2 separate regions of the Mus musculus genome follow, and region 1 is linked to region 2. Evidence: chromatin contacts called from public Hi-C data. All regions are on one chromosome and are shown on one strand. Each heading gives the region's core, a stretch centred on a gene start, on an enhancer-like site or on the middle of the called end of the contact. The rest is flanking DNA. Distances are from core to core; before and after follow the strand shown. Region 1 overlaps Sec24d (Sec24 related gene family, member D (S. cerevisiae)). Region 2 holds the start of Synpo2 (synaptopodin 2).

Region 1 (3,262 bases), core at 73-2,572, 72 kb before region 2:
AAGAGTAGTTTTACTCATGCCTTGTTAAAAATCAGGCAAATTCACTGCAGTGGGCACAGGATACCCAACAAGGACACTGTCAGGGGCCGAAATCCCATGTCCAGGAAACACGACAGAACTTCTTATTTTGCATATTCTTAGGGTAGCTTTTAAGATATAAACTCATCTTCTCTTGATTATGAAAGTTATAGGTATCAAAGGCAAGGCAGGAAAAGTCCATCTTCATCTCCCCACCCCAAGGAGGAGATAATTCACTTCTTCCGGGCTCATTTATGAGACCACAGCTGCTCAACAGCAGGACTCGAGCTGCAAAAGTTCAGCGGGTTTTAGAATCAGCCCTAGTCTCAAACTGGCACACACAGCGGCTAGGATGTTTCTCTTCCTAAGCCTTAACGGTGGTAACAATGTTTCTCTTCCTACCTGTGCGCCTCCCTGCTGTGAAGGGTGAGGCAGCTCTGCAAACAGCAGCATGGGACCAGGGCACAACACACTAATGAAAAAAACTGAAATGCTGAGAGCAGGGCACAGCTGTGCCAGCACTAATATAGTAATTTACATACTGACTTAGTCAAGGGGTGAATTCACATACTTATATGTATATTTTAGAAGTATGTATATTGTATGTGTAAAAGGAATCTCAAAAAAATAAAATAGGTAAGAGCTGTCTGAAAAGCGGTGGTGGGACGGCAGCAAGGGAAGCGAAGAGGCTCCTTCCCTGTGACCACTCATTCACACTTTATAATTCAAATGTCATCATCTCAGCTACGTGAAGAATAATGCTGCATAGTGTCCTAAGGTGAGGACAAACATCAAGTGTACCCATGTTTGTCCCTAGAGAAAAGAGGAGGAGCAACGAATGGGTTTCAGGAAAGTGGAAATTACATATACCTAGGATGTGTTCATTCCCTTAAAATCACAATATAACAAATATTAATAATTATTAATGACGTGTATATGAGCAGCATAATAGTCAGTGTACAATTTTAAAATTAAATTAAATTTTGCTCAAATCAAAAACCTTGAAATAAAGACTACCTCATAGAGTCTACCACATACTCATCCTGATTGCTAGCATTAAAACAAAGACATCACTGACCCTCGGGCAGCCCCTGGCAATGTTAATGCAAGGTGAGCAAAAGGATCGGTCAGTGAGCTTCTTTTAAATCCACTGAGTATCACCTCGGGAGGCTGAGGTGTATTCGTGGATGTTAGCTTAAGAAAAATGAGCGTCTGTTCACGGAGAGAGTTGTACAACATATTCACAGCACTTTTATTAATGAGGTAGAGAAAGCCCAGATGTCTACCAATAAAATCCTGCGTAAGCAGACTGCCATATCTGTACAACAAAACACTTCTCAGAAACAAAAAGAAAGGCTGCTGATCCGTGAACCTCACTGTGTCGCGCGAGAGAAAACGCTTTCACAGCATTTCTATCCTCTGTAACCTTAGCCATAGAAGGCACTGGGTGAGAAATTCAAGTCTGCCATAGAAAACGTCGGAACCGTGGATACCTAAGAAGGGAGGTGGTGTGACGGGTGGGAACGGCTGAGTGGCCGTGAGGGGCTTCTTTCTCTAGAGGAACCATGATAGGTTACATTTTGGTAGGCACTGAGGTTACACAGGTATACGGATTTGCTGAAATGTAATTAACGCTGGCTTTAACTCATGCATTTCTTTTCATTTTGTTTTTGTTTTTGTTTTTAAAGGAAATCATTTAATTGGGGGCTCGCTTACAATGTCAGAAGGTTAGTTATATTATCATCATAGTAGGGAGTAGACATGCATGTCTCTATAGCTGTAGCTGTAGCTGAGAGTTTACATCTTGATCTTCAGGCAGCAGGCAAGAGAGAGAGAGAGAGAGAGACAGACAGACAGACAGACAGACAGACAGAGACAGAGAGAGAGAGAGAGAGACAGAGACAGAGAGAGACAGAGAGACAGAGAGACAGAAAGACAGAGAGAGACAGAGACAGAGACACACTGGGCCTGGTGTAAGCTTGTGAAACCTTAAAGGCCACTCCCAGTGACACATCTACTCCGAAGGCTGCATCTCCTCCAACAAGGCCACATTACCTAATCCTTTCCAAACAGTACATCAAGTGGGGACCAAGCACTCTTACGCATCATCCAACGGAGGGCATTTGTGTTCAAACCACCACATTCTACTCGCTGACCCCCATGCGAAGACATCCACTTCTTAAAGAGCATGAGATCTTGGGTTTGATCAGCAGACCACAAAAGGATGTACGTTCATAAACTAACTCTGTCTCAGTAAGCAGATCGTGGACATTAGTTAATAATGTGTGATGAGTGAAGCATATTGGACATTGACAATTCACCTTAAGACACTTCCAAAATAAATAAATAAATAAATAAATAAATAAATAAAGATAGACATGTGACAGACAACCACCATTAGGAGCATTTACATGATGACATGAAACTATCACACTTTTCTCTTCTTTCCTCCCTTCCATGGGTTGTTGGGAATAGCTACGACAGACTTTAATGAAGCTCCCTCTGTTGTACACAGCAGGATCTCCTCGTCAGTACACACAGGCCTATGTTATCCTCCTTAAGTTGATGGAGCTGGAGAGATGGCTCGGTGGTTAAGAGCACTGACTGCTCTTGCAGAGGACCAGGGTTCTATTCCCCACACACATAGCAACACACAACCATCTGAATTTTATCACAGGGGATAAAAACAACCTCTTCTGACCTCCTTGAATACTTGTACACAGACCAAAAACTCATGAATATGAAATACTTTTTAATGAAGTTTTAAAGGCTTGTGTAGCACTGCATGGAGCCACGGGAGTCACAGGCGCCATCTTTCTTCTTCCCCTCAGATGAGCACCCTCCTCCCCCACCTCTCCTCCTCACCTCTTCCTCTCCCTTGGAAAGAGAATCCGTTCTCTCCAGCAAAGGATCTCCCCACTCTGTAGATGTTGCTCCTTATAATAGATCAGCCTCCTTCTACGAATCCCTAGACCCGAGGCTCAGGGTCCTTGGAGCGGGAGTGGGAACTCTAACTTGAAGCACAGCTACTGGAATAGAACGGCTGCACTAAGGGGCTGCGCTCCTGTGAGCGGCCACATCAAAGCCTCACTGAGCTGAGACTTTCTTTGCTATGGGCCTTCCCTCCCTGAGCGTCTGAGTAGCCATCACTGAGGACATTTATAAAAGGAATGGTTGCCGTGAGGAACAGAATTCTGTCCGTCCAGATATCATGATCGAGTACTTCAGCAACCTAACGCTCGAT
Region 2 (3,269 bases), core at 82-2,581:
GCCTGGTGTTAGCAGCCCCAGCAGTGAGGCATGCCCAAGTGCTCCAAGACTGAGAAAGGCAGCAACTCTGAGCTCTGCGCACCAACAGTTGTCGCTGGTGTGCATGTCCCCTGTTCTGTGATCCTCCTGAGGGAATGTAGACAGCCAGGAGCAGCAGTGCCTCCACATACCACCTTCAGCCTCAGAACAGAGAGGTTTTTTTTAGTAAACAGAGTGGAAAATGCCTCAGAGGGAGGGCTGAGGACATCCTCTCTCACTGCTGGTTCTGCTGCCCCGCCCCTCCCACTGGAACGCCAGAGCTCTGTCAGCACCTGCTCAGATGGCATTTCGATAATGTGCCTTGGGAAGGCATAAATATTCCAGGCCCACCAGGCCTTAGTGGGTCAGTAGGTAACGAGGAATCCTCTGACAGAAATCTTGTAGCACATGTCACGGTGACTGCACAAATGTTTAGGCATCACGTTGATTATCTTTGTATGGGGGGAAGAGGGGCTGGAGCTTGGGCAGCTGAAGGCGGTTAGGAGAGGGAGAGCCAGTTTTCCTCAGGGGCTGTGACACTGAGGCTACCACTAGATTATCCTTCACCCACATAGATTGGTGACACCAAGAGGACTCCGTCGTCTAACAAATGAGCACATGAAACTGGAAGGGAGTTGTAGCAGTGGGAAGAGGGGAAGGATGGGGTGGAAAGGGGCCAGGACATGGATTGGATCTAAACACATGGTATGCATGCATTCTCAGACAATACCAGCAAAATCGAAAACATCTTAAACCTTGCGATAGAAAGTTATTAGGAGATAGTTTACTGTGGAAGGCCCTCCTTCTCCTCCTCTAAACATATGTTAGTTCAGAAAAGCACAATTTCAGAAAACATTTTCAAAAATGCTCTTGTTTTATTCCCCCCACCCCTTAAAGGGTTGCTTTCTTCGGGCAGCAGGTAGAACAGCAACGAAACTTGTTTTATCTTTTCTTTCTCATTCATCAATGTGGCAAACATAGAAGTGTTTCTTTGAGAAAGTCTAACTCTCTAGTAATGAGAGAGCTTACGTTTTAGCTGCTTACTTGTGGAGGTTAAAACTCCCACAGCCCGGCTACTATTTATAGAATAATTAAATCTCGGTTCTATTCAGGTGCTGGCACGGAATCTGCTAAAGCAAGAGCAATGTTGTCCTCCCCGCTCTCCATTGGCCCCATTCTGTCCCAAACAGGGATTTTTCTTTTAGTGCGAGGCTCTGTCCTTTTAGCTGAAAAGTGGGCCGAGCAAAGAGCGTGACGCAAGAGAGGGCGGTACAGGTGCTGGGAGGGCGGTGGGGAGGCTCGGCCTCCGCGCACTTTCCCCGCAGCCGGCAGCGGGGCAGCCTTGCGTCCTGCACCCTCTGCACCACCAGCCCAGCTTAAGACGCGTCCTCTCCTGCACCGCGGCTTCCCCTGGCTTTCTCAAGCTCTTGATGCTGCCCAACTGAAAGGAGAAGATGGGCACCGGAGATTTCATCTGCATTTCCATGACTGGAGGGGCGCCCTGGGGGTTCAGACTGCAAGGAGGCAAGGAGGAGCAGCAGCCTTTGCAAGTTGCAAAGGTAGGAGGACCGAGAGAGGCTGTTGGATGCGGGGAAGGTGGGGAGGGGGATGAAAACAACCTGTTGATGGTCTTTCAGGTCATTTGCTTGTCTTCTGCGCTGTTGGTAAACTTATCGAGAATGTGGCTTTAAAAAAAAATTTTTGTGGGAAAATGTATACCATATGTCATATAATTAGCTATCAATCAACGGAGGGAATGCTAATCCTATCATGTGAAATACAGGCTGGTTAATTATCATCTGACAGCCAGCAACCTTAAGCTGCTTCCATAGCATTCTCTCCTTCATGTGTTGCTGGACTCTCCACAGAGGAGACAGGCCTCAGCTCCCCGTAACCACTGGGCATGGACATTTGGTGGGCTCTAACAAATAATTGGTAGTGACATTTATTGTGCAACAGGCGTAAAAGGACCAGTTTGGGGCAATAATCTTTAAGGTATAAAGAACTGTCATGAGATCTGTTTAAGAGACTAGCCTTTTAAGGATTTAAAGAACTGTATATTCCATTGACTATACTCATGTGGCTAAGAGCTCAAGATAGTCATAGATACTTTATTATTTTTTAAAAAATTTATTTTATTAAAATATAATTACATTATTTCCCTCCACTCTTTTTCCTTCCTCCAACTCTGCCTATGTACCCTCCTTCCCCAATTTCTGGATTCTTCTTTAATGTTTAAATATGTAAGTATGTATTTATGTATGTATGTATGGGTACATATATATGTATATATATATGCATAAACTATATAAGTACAGCCTGCTGAGTCTCGTCAGTGTATTCACAGATTCTTTACAATGCATTAATTACAGCTTTCTGGTGCACCTAATAGCTATTTAATACGTTGTTTATCTTTGTCACATTAGATTGATTTTCAGTTTAGCATAATACCCATAATCTCATTTAGATTCGAACTGGCATTCAGCTAAAATGAAGTTAGAAAGCAAGAAAGTAAAAAACTTTTCATCAAATGTTAACATGGAACTGTAGAATTCTGTGCCAGTATTGGAAGGCATCAAAGGTTACTTTCTTGTTGCATAGCTATAGCTAAAATGAATCTAGGCCTCTATGAAGCCCATGGGTCACCGCCTTTGTAGCTATATTCTTTTTTCCCTTTCATAAATGTTCCCTGTGAAGACCGACGTTTCTTTGAAAATTTCTGCTCTCGAGCATCTATTGGAACATTCTTTCTTTGGTAGTTGAATCCTGCCACCTAGTGAGAGGTGCAGAAATGGAAGTTGTGAGCACAGAACTGGAAGATGAAAGCCACTTAGATCTAGAAAGTTCCTCAGACGTCCCAGGTCTTTTAGTTCTTTTGGGACATGGTGTCCTCACCTCGAGCTCCTGTTTGGGAGGGCAGAGAGATGAAAGGATTGGAAGGGAGCTCTGCTGGAATCCTTTAGGAGCCAGGAACCAACAGCAGATAAAACGTGAATGCCAGATTCAGCACATTGCACGGCCTAGGAGACGAAGGCAGATTTGCTCAGTCGTAGCTGGTTGGTTGGCTCCCTGTCAGCCGAGATTTGGGTTCTACTTGCAGTTCGGCCTGAGGCTCGTCAATCACCAGCCCTGACTCAGTTGCCATGGAAGAGGAGATGTTGCCTGGGATAGGGAAAGAGAAACTCCAGGAAGAAACCGTTGCTCACTCACTCACTAGTCCTAACAGCATGTGCTTCAGGGTCCCCCGCCCG

Evidence for each region. A called contact is a pair of places that touch in the nucleus more often than the background predicts.
Region 1: a contact with region 2 is called in a Hi-C map of uterus, with 5 times the contacts expected there. The contact joins the enhancer-like site here to the promoter of Synpo2 in region 2. A contact is called at or near these places in 18 of 39 promoter capture datasets (the 3T3-L1 cell line, 3T3-L1-derived adipocytes, the HPC-7 cell line and 14 more), 1 of 15 datasets of contacts at CTCF or cohesin (CD8 T cells), 59 of 484 Hi-C or Micro-C datasets (the AML12 cell line, the BV-2 cell line, CD4 T cells and 35 more), 12 of 115 datasets of contacts at active chromatin or transcription factors (PVALB interneurons, a beta-TC-6 cell line, bone marrow-derived dendritic cells and 8 more) and 5 of 9 other capture datasets (adipose tissue, embryonic stem cells, liver and 2 more).

Annotation. Positions count from the first base shown.
Region 1 is chr3:123,306,466-123,309,727 of GRCm38.p6, reverse strand. The region is part of intron 8 of Sec24d (Sec24 related gene family, member D (S. cerevisiae)); the gene reads right to left. Among named protein-coding and RNA genes, the nearest start is that of Sec24d, 41 kb to the right of the region's middle. Within about 2 kb of position 1,322, at least 7 of the 459 cell types and tissues checked have an H3K27ac peak or open chromatin away from gene starts, as enhancers often do. A contact at or near this core is called in pancreatic islet and uterus, where this site is marked.
Region 2 is chr3:123,234,211-123,237,479 of GRCm38.p6, reverse strand. It overlaps Synpo2 (synaptopodin 2), which reads left to right and starts at 1,331. Exons shown (of 5, transcript NM_080451.2): 1 at 1,331-1,577. The coding sequence starts at 1,473.